Linked DNA regions of Sus scrofa: region 2 is linked to region 1. The links are chromatin contacts, called in public promoter capture Hi-C maps. All regions are on one chromosome and are shown on one strand. The core of a region is the stretch at or near the end of the contact, and the rest is flanking DNA. Distances in the headings are between cores, read along the strand shown.

Region 1 (5,907 bases), core at 1,837-4,336:
AATGGATTAATCCCCGTTCTGCCTGGGGATGATGGTAGATTCTGTGGGAAGGCTTCCAGCTTTCATGCCTTATGATAGGAGACACGACAACGACCATGAGCTATTGGGCCGAGAGCATCCTGCGGAGGTTCTGAGGTTACCCCGCAGTCAGCCACAGCCCCGGGCACCCCTTGCTTCTTGATCCCTTTCAACCAGTTCATAAACGTACGCTCAGGAGAATGGACCCTCTGGGTTATTAGACAGCGCTGTGATGAGAGCGCCGTGGCCAGTTAAGACAACGCCGTCCCTGGATTCAGTCTGCCCCGTGTAGGCTCTCCCACGGAATAGACGCCCATCCTTCTGTTCAGTGCAAGGGTCCCGGTGGGAGTTTACAGTCTAATGGAGGAAGGGGAGGGGTATATAAACCAGCTGCAACCCATGAGCAACAGCTCAAAAAATATGCGGAGAATCTGACCCCACAGAGGACTTCAAAATAAATGCTCGTTATCACACTGCAGGATTATCAGATTAGCTTCTAATTTGTGGCTGTCCCTGCGGCATCATGGAGACACAGCCCAGTGTTAACAACTTTTGAAGAAATCACCCAGGAGTTCCCGTCGTGGCGCAGTGGTTAACGAATCCGACTAGGAACCATGAGGTTGCGGGTTCGGTCCCTGCCCTTGCTCAGTGGGTTAACGATCCGGCGTTGCCGTGAGCTGTGGTGTACGTTGCAGACTCGGCTCGGATCCCGCGTTGCTGTGGCTCTGGCGTAGGCCGGTGGCTACAGCTCCGATTCAACCCCTAGCCTGGGAACCTCCATATGCTGCGGGAGCAGCCCAAGAAATAGCAAAAAGACAAAAAGACAAAACAAAAGAAAGAAATCACCCAGAAGAACACTTTATGGGACAGGTTTTTGGCTTTTTGTCTTTTTAAGAGGACAGGTGTTTTGAGTCTCAGTGACCCGAGCCAAGCAACTGACTCCCAGGCCTCCCTCTGCACCAGTGGGGAGAGAGGAGGCGGAATATGCCCTTTACTCCTTCGCCAGAGCAAAGCATAGACAGGGGCATTGTGTGGGGAGGTGGGTCACTGGGGGCCAACGAGGAAGCCGAACACCGAAGTCGCCCTGTGGTGGAAAACGTCTAAGTTTTCGAGTCACCAGGATTTGAGTCATAACGAGCTGCGCTTTCACACGTGGGGCTCTTTACGGGTAGAAACAGTTACAACGGGGAGCGCACCGTACACTTCAGAGTCCACACGTTCCAGCGCTCACAGGGGCTTGGTGACCCCGTCAGATTGTTACCACACCCCCAAAGCAAGAAGGGTGCCTTAGCAAGCGGAGGCCATAAACACAGGAAGGGGTCCCCAAAGAGCCAGCTGCCTGCTTGACTATCATTTTATTCAAGGGGCTTCCATGCCTGCCCCCACTGGAGCTGAGCCCAAAACGCCCCATCTCATGTCAGCCGGAGGTCAAAGCAGAGTTCAAGAGAAGGGATAAAATGCTGCTGCTTCTCTCTCTGAAGGCACGGCTGCTGTGCTCACTCTATTCTGCTCCTCCCTCGCCTTCCAGCAACAGCTGGTATCTGACGACGGCCATCGAGAAAACTGCCCAGATCTACTGTGGCCACACGCACCTTCAAAGAGGGGCTGCAAAAGGCATAGTGGCAGGTAGCTCTAGTTACCAGTGAGGACTTGATCTTACCAAGCTTTAAGCCTTAAGTTGGGTATCAAACTCTTCTATCAGTTTCACCCGTTTCACTTAATATCTTCAGAGACTGGTAACTCCACTGGTTCACTCACTTTGTAAGTGATGCTCAGCATCAAGGGCGCCAACTCTGACACGAGGCTGCCTGGGTTTTCATTCCTGACTCTGCTGTCATCTGTATGACCCTGGGCAAATTATGTAACTTGTCCAGGCTTCAGTTCCCTCATCTGTGAAATAGGGTTGATTGGGTTTTCCTGAAGATTAAATGACTTGATGCAACTCGAGGGCTCAGAACAGTGCCTGGCGGCCAGCAGGTAACTTACCAAGGCGAGCAGTTCCCAAGTACCGAGCTGGTCACTCTTACCTCTAGATCTACACCAAACAAGCACATCCTGCTATTAAGGAGTATTTGCGGCAGGATAAAATGAATCTCTGATTCTTCTCAACTTGGAAAAGGCCAACATGCAAATACTAACCTTGGCCTTTGAGTCACATCTAGTGTTTTCTGGGTTTACCACTTGGCTGTTTTCAGTTAGTACCTACTTTGCTCGACGCCATGGATTTGATGAGGAAACGGAAACGTGGTCTTTGCTCTCAAGGAGGTACTTAAAGCTGAACTAGTCTCCTCGTCTGGAATGAAACAGGTAATGCGTGATTTGAGAAGCTATTTGAGAGTAAAGCGAAGCGTCCCGCTGGATTTGCAAGTACCCAACCAGGTGGCTTCATTGAGTCCCGATCACAGATTCCCGCTGTGCCACTGAGCAACGTCTTGCCCGAGAAGCGGCAAGGGGGGCAGGGGCTGGCACAGCGGCCTGCAGGCTCGGGGCCTGCGGTGACCTCAAAGCAGCCTGGAAGAGACCAGGTGCAAGGCCAGCACCCAGGGATAGAAAGGCTCCAGAGCTGAGCAAACCACGCACCCACCACGCCAGTCTCCTCCTGAGTTAAAAGGCTGACTGCTCCGAGCTCCCCAGGTTACCGGCACCACGTGGACCTTCCCTGCCCGGGATGGGGCTCAGAGACCGCTTACCTGGGAACCGAGGGGAGCCTTTACTTTCCGAGTCTGTCTGCTCACCTGCAATTCTAGACAGTGCATCCGAACTCACAAACGATTACAGACGTTTAAACGTTTGAAGACGTTTATAAAGCAGTTTATTAAGTATATATCAAAATACTATGTTATTTAAGAAAAAAAGACGTGCACAAAAACTAAGCCCTAATGTGAACACAGCCACAGCAAGGTTGGAGCCGACTTAATGGAACGTGGGGAAGGGATGCTCTGGTCTCCGCTCAACCTGCAGCAGCCGGCCAGGCCGGCACCAACTTCACGAAGGGAACTCCCCTCGGCAGCGACATTTTCCGTCGGCGGACGTTGAGTCGCCGACCGGAAGCACCCCGCCTCACGTCACCTTTCCTTTAAAGACGCAGGCCGAAGCCCCGCCTACTACGGAAGGCGAAAGGGAGCCCCGTTTGCGCGCTCCTTCGGCCAAACCTTACCAATCGGCGGCCCGGTACAGGTAAAGCTAAAGGCGAAGGGCACTGCGCGAGTCAGGGGACCTGCGGCGGGAGGAAGGGATCGTGCGGCTGTGCCCGCGGAGGACGCGGCCTTGCGCTCAGCCATGTCCCCTGTCCCTATCCATGGAAGGTCAGTGCCGCCCACCCGCCAACGGAGAGGCCCCGTAGACCCTGCCGCGCGGTCGGAGGTCGGGCAGGGATGTAAAGCCGTCTTCGAGCCCAAGCTGCCGACCGCCCAGCCGGGAGCCGCAAGACCTACATGCGCCGCCAACCCTGCCGTCCCCCGCACCTAAGGCCCGGCTATCCGGACGCAGCACGTTTGCTCGCGCACGCACGCCGAGCGTCGCTACGACCCTCCGCCCCAGGCGCGGTGCCGGGACCGAGCCTGGGATGGGCGTGGCCGTCGCGGGTGCACGTGACCCGTCTGGCTGGCGCGGAAGGCCCCGCCCGACAGTACCTGGCCTGCGCGGTGGAGGGAGATGGGGCAGACCGCTCGCCCTGCAGCCCAGGGAGGTCGTAGTGGGGTTTTCGAGGTTGCTCAGTGATCATGGGATTCCCCCACCCCATTTATCATTTACCAGGCTCCAAAACTTAATACTCTTGAAAGAAGTCAATAAATTCTCTCACTAAACAGCTGCAGTTCCAGGAGTTCCCGTCCTGGTTCAGTGGTTAAGGAACCCCACTAGCACCCGTGAGGACGCCGGTTCAATCCCTGGCCTTGCTCAGTGGGTTAAGGATCTGGTGTTGTTGTGAGCTGCGGTCTAGGTCGCAGACGCGGCTCCGATCCAGTGTTGCTGTGGTTGTGGCGTAGGCTGGCGCCTACAGCTCCGATTAGACGCCCTAGCCTGGGAACCTCCTAAAAGACAAAAAGGCAAAAAAGAGCTGCAACTCCAAGTGCATGCTATGAGAGGCTTCAATGTAAGAAAGTACGGGGCGGGGGGCGGTTCCTGGAAAACCGACTACTGGTTACTGTGCCTGTGCCAGGCATGATTCAGGAAAAGAATAAACGAGATTAGTTCCCTGCTTCAAAGAACTTACTGTCTAGTAAAGGAGAAACAGTAATAAGCGTTTGAGGATGAAGTGTACCAGTGTCTGCTCCTTACTTTGAAATGTATCAAAAGGTACGTAAAATGAATGGAAAGAGGGGTAGGTAGATGGAGTCTAGGAGGATAGGTATGGGCGTGTTCACTGTACGGTCTTCCAACTTTTTAATACAAGTTGGGCCAAGAAGTCCTATAATAAGGAAGAGTCTGTATTGTATCACAAGTTAATCACTAAAGCAATGTTGCCTGTAAGCTTAAATTACACTTAATGGCCCATCTCTGGGAACCTTGCCTCCCAGGTAATAAGAATTAAGGTAAAACATCTTCCTTTAGGAGTTCCCATTGTGGCACAGGTTAAGAACCCAATATAGTGTCTGTGATGATTTGGGTTCAGTCCCCGGCCTCGGTTAGTGGGTTAAGGATCTGGCGGGGCTGTGGCTGTGGTGTAGGTCAGCAGCTGTATCTCCAATTCGACCCCTAGATGGGGAACTTCCATATGCCCAGGTGTGGCTGTAAAAATAAACAAAACACCTTCCTTTAGCTCATAGGAAGCATCCTGACCAGGCCCGCCTGTCAATGGCTGCAGGAAGGAAGAAATTAACATCTCCTCTGAAGTCTGGCTGGAACCAGGACTGGCTCACCTTCCCTTTTAGTATAAAAAAAGCCTGAATTCTAATTGGGGGAGATAGGTCTTTGGGACACTAGTCCACCACCTTCTCATTCTGCTGGTTTTCTGAATAAACTATTTCTTGGCCTGTGTGGCGAGCAGCAGGAGCTGGATTTTCACAAGACTAATGTGACAATGGACAGTACCTGGCCCTCGGCTCGCCTGAGACGCAAAGCATGGGAGGTACCGCATGTTTATTTAGAACTGCCCACTCGGTGCCCAATGTTTAAATTATTTCCAGTTCTCATCGACTGGGTGGATCAAACACTAAAATTACCCTGTGTTGCGTGCATTTGAATAAGGTAATCGACACTGCTTCTGACGTGGTCCTAGGACGAGGGTGGGGTTAGGAAGAGGCCCAAGAAGAGTGGTGAGGACTGGAAGTAGCAGGAGTTGCAGGAGAAGAGCCGAAGCCAGAGGAGAGAGGGGCTCTGGGGCTGAGGCCAGTCTGTCCTCCAGTGCTTGAAGGATGTGGAGTCTCTCAGTGACCCAGTCTCAAGTAAGGAGCAACAAAAAGTGAAATTCTGTGTTTCCTTCTAGAACATGGAGTTAGCCCCCGAATTTAAAACTACCGATCGATGGGGCTCCTGTATCATGCAGGATTTCAGTAAGGTCTGAGCGAAATCATAAATGCGCATCTCATACTATTAAACTGTACATTTTCAGTAACTGGCTTTTGAAATATTTTTGGATTCTCAGAAACACTAGTTGTAGGAGTGACTAAGTATATCAGTATTGTCATAAGGACATAAAAGCATTTTTTAAAAAAATGTTTTGGCTGCCACAAAGCCTATGGAGTTCCCGGGTCAGGGTCAGATCTGAGCCACAGTTGTGACCTTCGCCACAGGTGCGGAAATGCAGGAACCTTTAACCCACTGTGGCCGCCTGGGGATCGAACCTGCATCCTGGCGCTACAGACACGCTGTTGATCCTGTTGCTCCCCAGCGGGAACTCCTATAAGCATTTTTATTTTGATTTAGATTTGGGTTTGGTTCATTCGGTCT
Region 2 (5,254 bases), core at 1,602-4,101, 610 kb before region 1:
GTGGCGTAGGCCGGCAGCTCCAATTTGACCGCTAGCCCAGGAACCTCCATACACTGCAGATGCAGCACTAAATAAAAGCAAAAAAAAAAAGTCTCAGTGATGCTACATGATCAGGTCAGCAACTAACAAAATTTAAATTTCTCCTAATAGCAATAGCTCTTAGGGTATGTTGTCTATTTTAATTGCCTCATACATTTAATTAACAAATCAGGTCAGTTCCAAAAGATACAGTACAAAAGTACTGTAAAATGTAGAAAGTAGACTGAAAATTTAAAAATAAAGTATAAAAATTCAAAGCAGCCATTGTATCACCACCTTGACTTGGCAGTCACTGATATGAGGCAATTTAACCTCAACCATTAAGGAGTCACAGCCTGTTCTACTGAGAGTTACCAGTCAAGTTAAAGCAAGCCCTACAAAACCCCACTACAGACACAAGCAGCTACTTACTCTAACAACTGTTAAACGACTAAATGTTAATTTTAAAACTCCTTCTTTTCTTAGCGCTAACTGCCAGTCCTCTCAAGACCCCATACCCCAATCGCTGTCCTCTTCTGAGATAGGAAACGATCCCTGCCTTTGAATAACTGCGAACGTTTCTCCTCCATTTCCCATCTTCACCTGTCCTAGCTTTCATGTCCCAAATCTACTACCTCGGTGTATTAGAAAATCCTAGAAATATCACCTATTAAATCAAATACATGCATTTCTGAAAGTGCCTCTCTTCCTGTAGATAACAAAACTACTGTTGAGTCTGTTTACTAATCAAACAATTCTTGAGTTAATCTGACCCACAACTCAAGACATCTGGCAAGTTTACCTTGAAGATGCAAAGTTGCTGCTCCAAAGTGATAACATTCCATTAATAAAGTAACCATTTTGACAACACATTAAGTTACAAATTAATCTTCTTAGTATATCACCCTCACCCACTCTATCTGCACTAAAGTCCGTCTTTAAAAAAAGCCAAAAAAAAAAAAAACCAAAAAAAACACAGATCTCTGGGAAGACAATTAAGAGTCATCATAAAGCAATTAAGTGACCAAGCATCAAGTGCATTTACAGTTTAAAAAGACAAAAAATGTTCTGACGTCCAAGTTAAGCTGCCTATCAAATGATTTCATCTAAAAGCTGTTTGGAATTCCTAAGACTTGCCCATTTTAGAAGGGCTCAAGAAACTCTAACAAAAAAAGCAAAACCTGACACCTCTACTTTGTCCTTAAGCGCAGCATTAAAACAACGTTAAAACAGATTACACTTAACACTTATTATCACTGTAAACTCCACTCACTAGCAGCTAAAAAGTTGCAAGCAAACAAGTAAAAAACCCACAGTCCTAAGATAGCCGAATTCAAGTTCAGAGCCGCACACAAATGGGCGCTGCACAGGACACGCTTGCGAGGCTCCACGCTGAGTTCGCTTGATACAAAGTAGTAGGAGACAGATCCCTACAGACACCCGGCAAACTTCTTCCAGCTCGCGGGAAACCGAGGTTGCGAGCCAAGTCCTGCGAAGTTCCTCCTCTCTAACTAAGCACCCTAGAGAAGCTGCCGTCGGGTCTCTCCTAATCCTTAGAAAGCATTTCCTGCCTGGGAAACCTTTCTCCCAGAAGCCTTCCACAAACTTTTCCCGTCGTTTCCACCGCCGCCAGGAAGCCCCAACGCCCGCCCTCCCCTCCCGCCCCAAGCCACACACACCCACCAGGGAGCCGCAACCCTCCGCCGACTTCACTCCACTCGGGCACGCAAAACACATGTGCCTGCAAACCCAGCCCCTTTCCACACCCCCCGGAAACGACACCCCCTTTCTCGCACCCCGCACGCCACAGCCCATCCCCTGCCTCCCCGCCCCCACTCCCACCACCCCAGTCCACCACCCACGTTACCGGGAAGCCGGCCTCCCCTCGCTCCCGGGCTCGCCGAAGGCCATGGGGAGGGGAAGCAGGAAGACGGAAGGAGGCTCAGGCCTGGCCTAGGCCTCTCAGACCGCCGGGGCAGGCGGAGGGGCAGACCTGCGGGCCGGGCTCGGTCGCAGGGCCCCATCCGGCCCCAGGCCTTCCCTCCCCGAGGCCGAGGCCGCCCTCCCAGTCCGGACCCCACTCACTTGCCAGCCGCGGTCCGTCGAGGACCCCGCTGCCGCCTCCGCCGCCGACCGCCGCTCCTGCCCCCGGGCCCCCCAGGTCCGGCTTCTTGGGCCCGGGGGGCGGCCCGGCTCCCCCGCCCGGGACCGCTCCAGGCGGAAAGCCGGCCCCGGGCGCGCCCGCCAGAGCCAGGGGGACGCTGTTGCTATGGAGGCCGAGGCCCGGGGCAGCTCCGGCGGCCGGGTCCTCATGCAGGAACTGACACTCCTCCCCGTAGAAGCACGTCTTATCCTTGGCGTAGTAGCGGCAGTACTTGAGCTTCACTCCCGCCGCCGCCCCGCCGGGGACACCTCCGACCCCCGGCGGGGCCACCACCGCCACTGCCGCCGCCAGCGAGGAGGAGGAAGAGGAGGCGGCGGCCGAGGGGGGCGGGAGGCCGCCGCCACTGTTCATGGCAACGCCGCAGCCTCGTCTTCCGCTGCCGCCCGAGGAGCCGCCGCCACCATAGACCGGGGAGGGAAGGGAGACGCTGCCGGTGCCGGAGAAAAGCCTGAGCGGGTGGGTCCGTCCCGCTGCGGGAGCCGGAGCCGCCCGGGGAGAGGGGGGAGGGGAGGGGGGAGGGAGGAGGGGGTAGGAAGGAGGGGAGGGAGGGGGAGAGTTGGGATTCTCTCTCACTCACTCTCTCGTTCTCTTTTCTTAAAGGGGCCGCGCGGGACGACGGGGTGGGCGCGCGGGCCCAGACGGGGACTTCGAGGGCGCGGGCTGGGGTAGGGGAGCGGCGGCGGCGAACGGGCGGGGAGGGCGGAGGGGCCGGTTTATTTTTAAATTCTGCCTCCACTCGCTCCCTCGCGCTCTAGTTCCTCCGAGTTGTTTATTCCATTTTCCTCTTCCTGAGACGGCCGTCGCCGCTGCGCCTGCGCGCCCAGGCGCGGGGGCTTGTGGGTAGCGGGAGCGCGAGGGGAAGCCTAGCCGGGCGTCCGGCCCCCGGGGCACCGCGGGCGGGCTGCCGTGGGATGGGCGGTCGGTGGCGGCGCTCCCCGACGCCGGGCGGCCGGCGGAGTCCTCCCGGCGCGAATGCTTTCCCTTTCTGCATGTCCTCTTTCTTGTAACCCAGACGTCATTTTTTCATTGCGAAGACGAAATGCGCGGAACGTGAGCGGTCATTTCGAGGGGCCGCACCTGGGGACGGAGCCCAAGCCCCCGCTCTGTTTGAAGAATAGCCGCGTCTGTTTGCCACACTTCCGCGCCCTCGTTTTTTCGCCACCCTCCTCCTCTTCCTTCCCGCCGAGGGTGATGAGAACTACAGGACTGATTGCCTGAACTCCTGGGCCTTTCATCCAAAACCCGAACCAAAGAGGGTTGAGGTAGACAAACCCCCAGCTGAGTGCAGCACCTGTTTTCTCTATTTATGTTACTGAAAGCCTTTGGTAAAATATTATGAAAAGTAAGACGCCACCTGGGGACAGCGCTGCCTAGGCAGCACCAGAAGGTTTCATTTATAACTGCGCTAGGTTTCTTACCCCCAACCAGCCTAGTCCTGATTTTAAATTCATTTTTAAAAGATAATTGTTCCGTCAGCGATCTCTAGTGTTCTGCTCTGCTATATTTGGGGGGGGGAAGTTTTCGGGAATTTTAAAGACTTGCTTTGAAGGGAACATCGTTTTAACATTTTAGTTTTTCCTCTCCCTGAAAGGTCTTCTCAGGAGGCAGTTGGAAGGGGCATGTTTGTTGGCAGTGTTTGAGGAATTGTGGCAAGCAGAAGCGGTCACAGAACAACGGATAGAAGCGAGTGTACTGCAGAAAGGGGGGAAAATGGATTCCATAGACCACAAACGGGTAAGCCTGGTGATATTCCTTAGACTAACTCGAAATAATAATACTGTATTATGTCTTTAATGCCCATTTCGCGTGCTAGGAGCTAAGGAAGCAGAAATAAAGATGCAGTCTTGTCCGAATTCATTTACCTCTGGTTGGGGAGGCCTAGGGTTCCCCGGGCTATTACAAACCGCTGTCTAATGTGGTAGCCTTAACACACTGGCTCTTAGAGGATGAAAAAAAAAGATGTCACACTTCCCGGTGATACCTTAACAGCAGGAGCTGAGAACATTCGCGTTGAATTCAGATAGCAGTTTGTAACCCAGGGCTGTGTTACTCTGGATAAGTAGCTTCACTTCTCTGTTGCTTGTCTGTAAGCCAGGTAAGAAAAGTGCCTCCTTTGTAAAGCGTAAACTAATAATGTATATAGTGTCCTTTGCTTAGGACGAATTCAGTAGGTTGTGTTGCTGTTGGTAGTCTTGCTGCTCCTAGTCATTAATGCCTAAGAGTGCAGGAAACAGCCTTCCAGGCAAAGCAAACAGCTTGTGCAAAAAGCTTTGAGGTGAAAAAGAGCTTAGATTGTTAAAATGAGGATAGTGGAGAATTGAGCAGGGAGCACTTCAGAGAATCCTTAAAAGTCATGTTAAAGAATTAGACTTTTTCCTGAGGGCAATAGAAAGTCTTTACAGGAGTTCCCGTTGTGGCTCAGGGGTAACAAACCCAAATAGTATCCATGAGGACTTGGGTTCGATCCCTGGCCTTGCTCAGTGGGTTAAGGATCTGGCATTGCCTGTGAGCTGTGGCGTAGGTCACATAGGGTACTCGGATCCTGCGTGGCTGTGGCCGCGGTGTAGGCTGGCAGCTACCGCTCCTCTTTGACCCCTAGACTGGGGACCTCCATATGCTGCTGGTGCAGCCCTAAAAAGACAAAAAAAAAAAAAAAAAAAAAAAAAAAATCCAGCGTTGCCACAAGCTGTGGTGTAGGTGTACGTTGCAGCTTGGATTCAATGTTGCTGTGCCTGTGGTGTAGCCTGGCAGCTGCAGCCCCAGTTCCACCCCTAGCCTGGGAACTTCCATATGCCACGGCTGCATTCCTTAAAAAACAGAGAAAGGAAAAGGAAAGTCATTACAGGGTTTTAAAAGTCAAGTAATGATATGATCCAATTTCCCTTTAGAAAAAAATGTTGATGTTCCTAAGGACCCTGTGAGGAGGGGTTTCCTGGTGGCTTTGCAGGTTCAGGATCTGGCATTGTCACTGCTCTGGCTCTGGTTGGATCCCTGGCCCCAAGAACTTCTGCATGCCATGGGCTCGACCCAAAAAAAACCAAACCAAACCAAAAGAAAAAGAGCCCTATCAGG

What was found. Promoter capture Hi-C pulls out the DNA fragments that hold promoters and counts their contacts.
Region 2: a promoter capture Hi-C map of liver shows a contact between it and region 1, with 7 times the contacts expected there. The contact joins the promoter of PAN3 here to the promoter of MTIF3 in region 1. A contact is called at or near these places in 1 of 5 promoter capture datasets (liver) and 1 of 2 datasets of contacts at active chromatin or transcription factors (alveolar macrophages).

Annotation. Positions count from the first base shown.
Region 1 is chr11:4,877,179-4,883,085 of Sscrofa11.1, reverse strand. It overlaps MTIF3 (translation initiation factor IF-3, mitochondrial), which reads left to right and starts at 3,086. Exons shown (of 4, transcript XM_001926477.7): 1 at 3,086-3,195.
Region 2 is chr11:5,484,616-5,489,869 of Sscrofa11.1, reverse strand. It overlaps PAN3 (PAB-dependent poly(A)-specific ribonuclease subunit PAN3), which reads right to left and starts at 2,851. Exons shown (of 21, transcript XM_021065522.1): 1 at 2,760-2,851; 2 at 2,104-2,609. The coding sequence starts at 2,533. LOC100515792 (a long non-coding RNA gene) reads left to right here and starts at 3,023. Exons shown (of 3, transcript XR_001299446.2): 1 at 3,023-3,444; 2 at 3,774-3,916.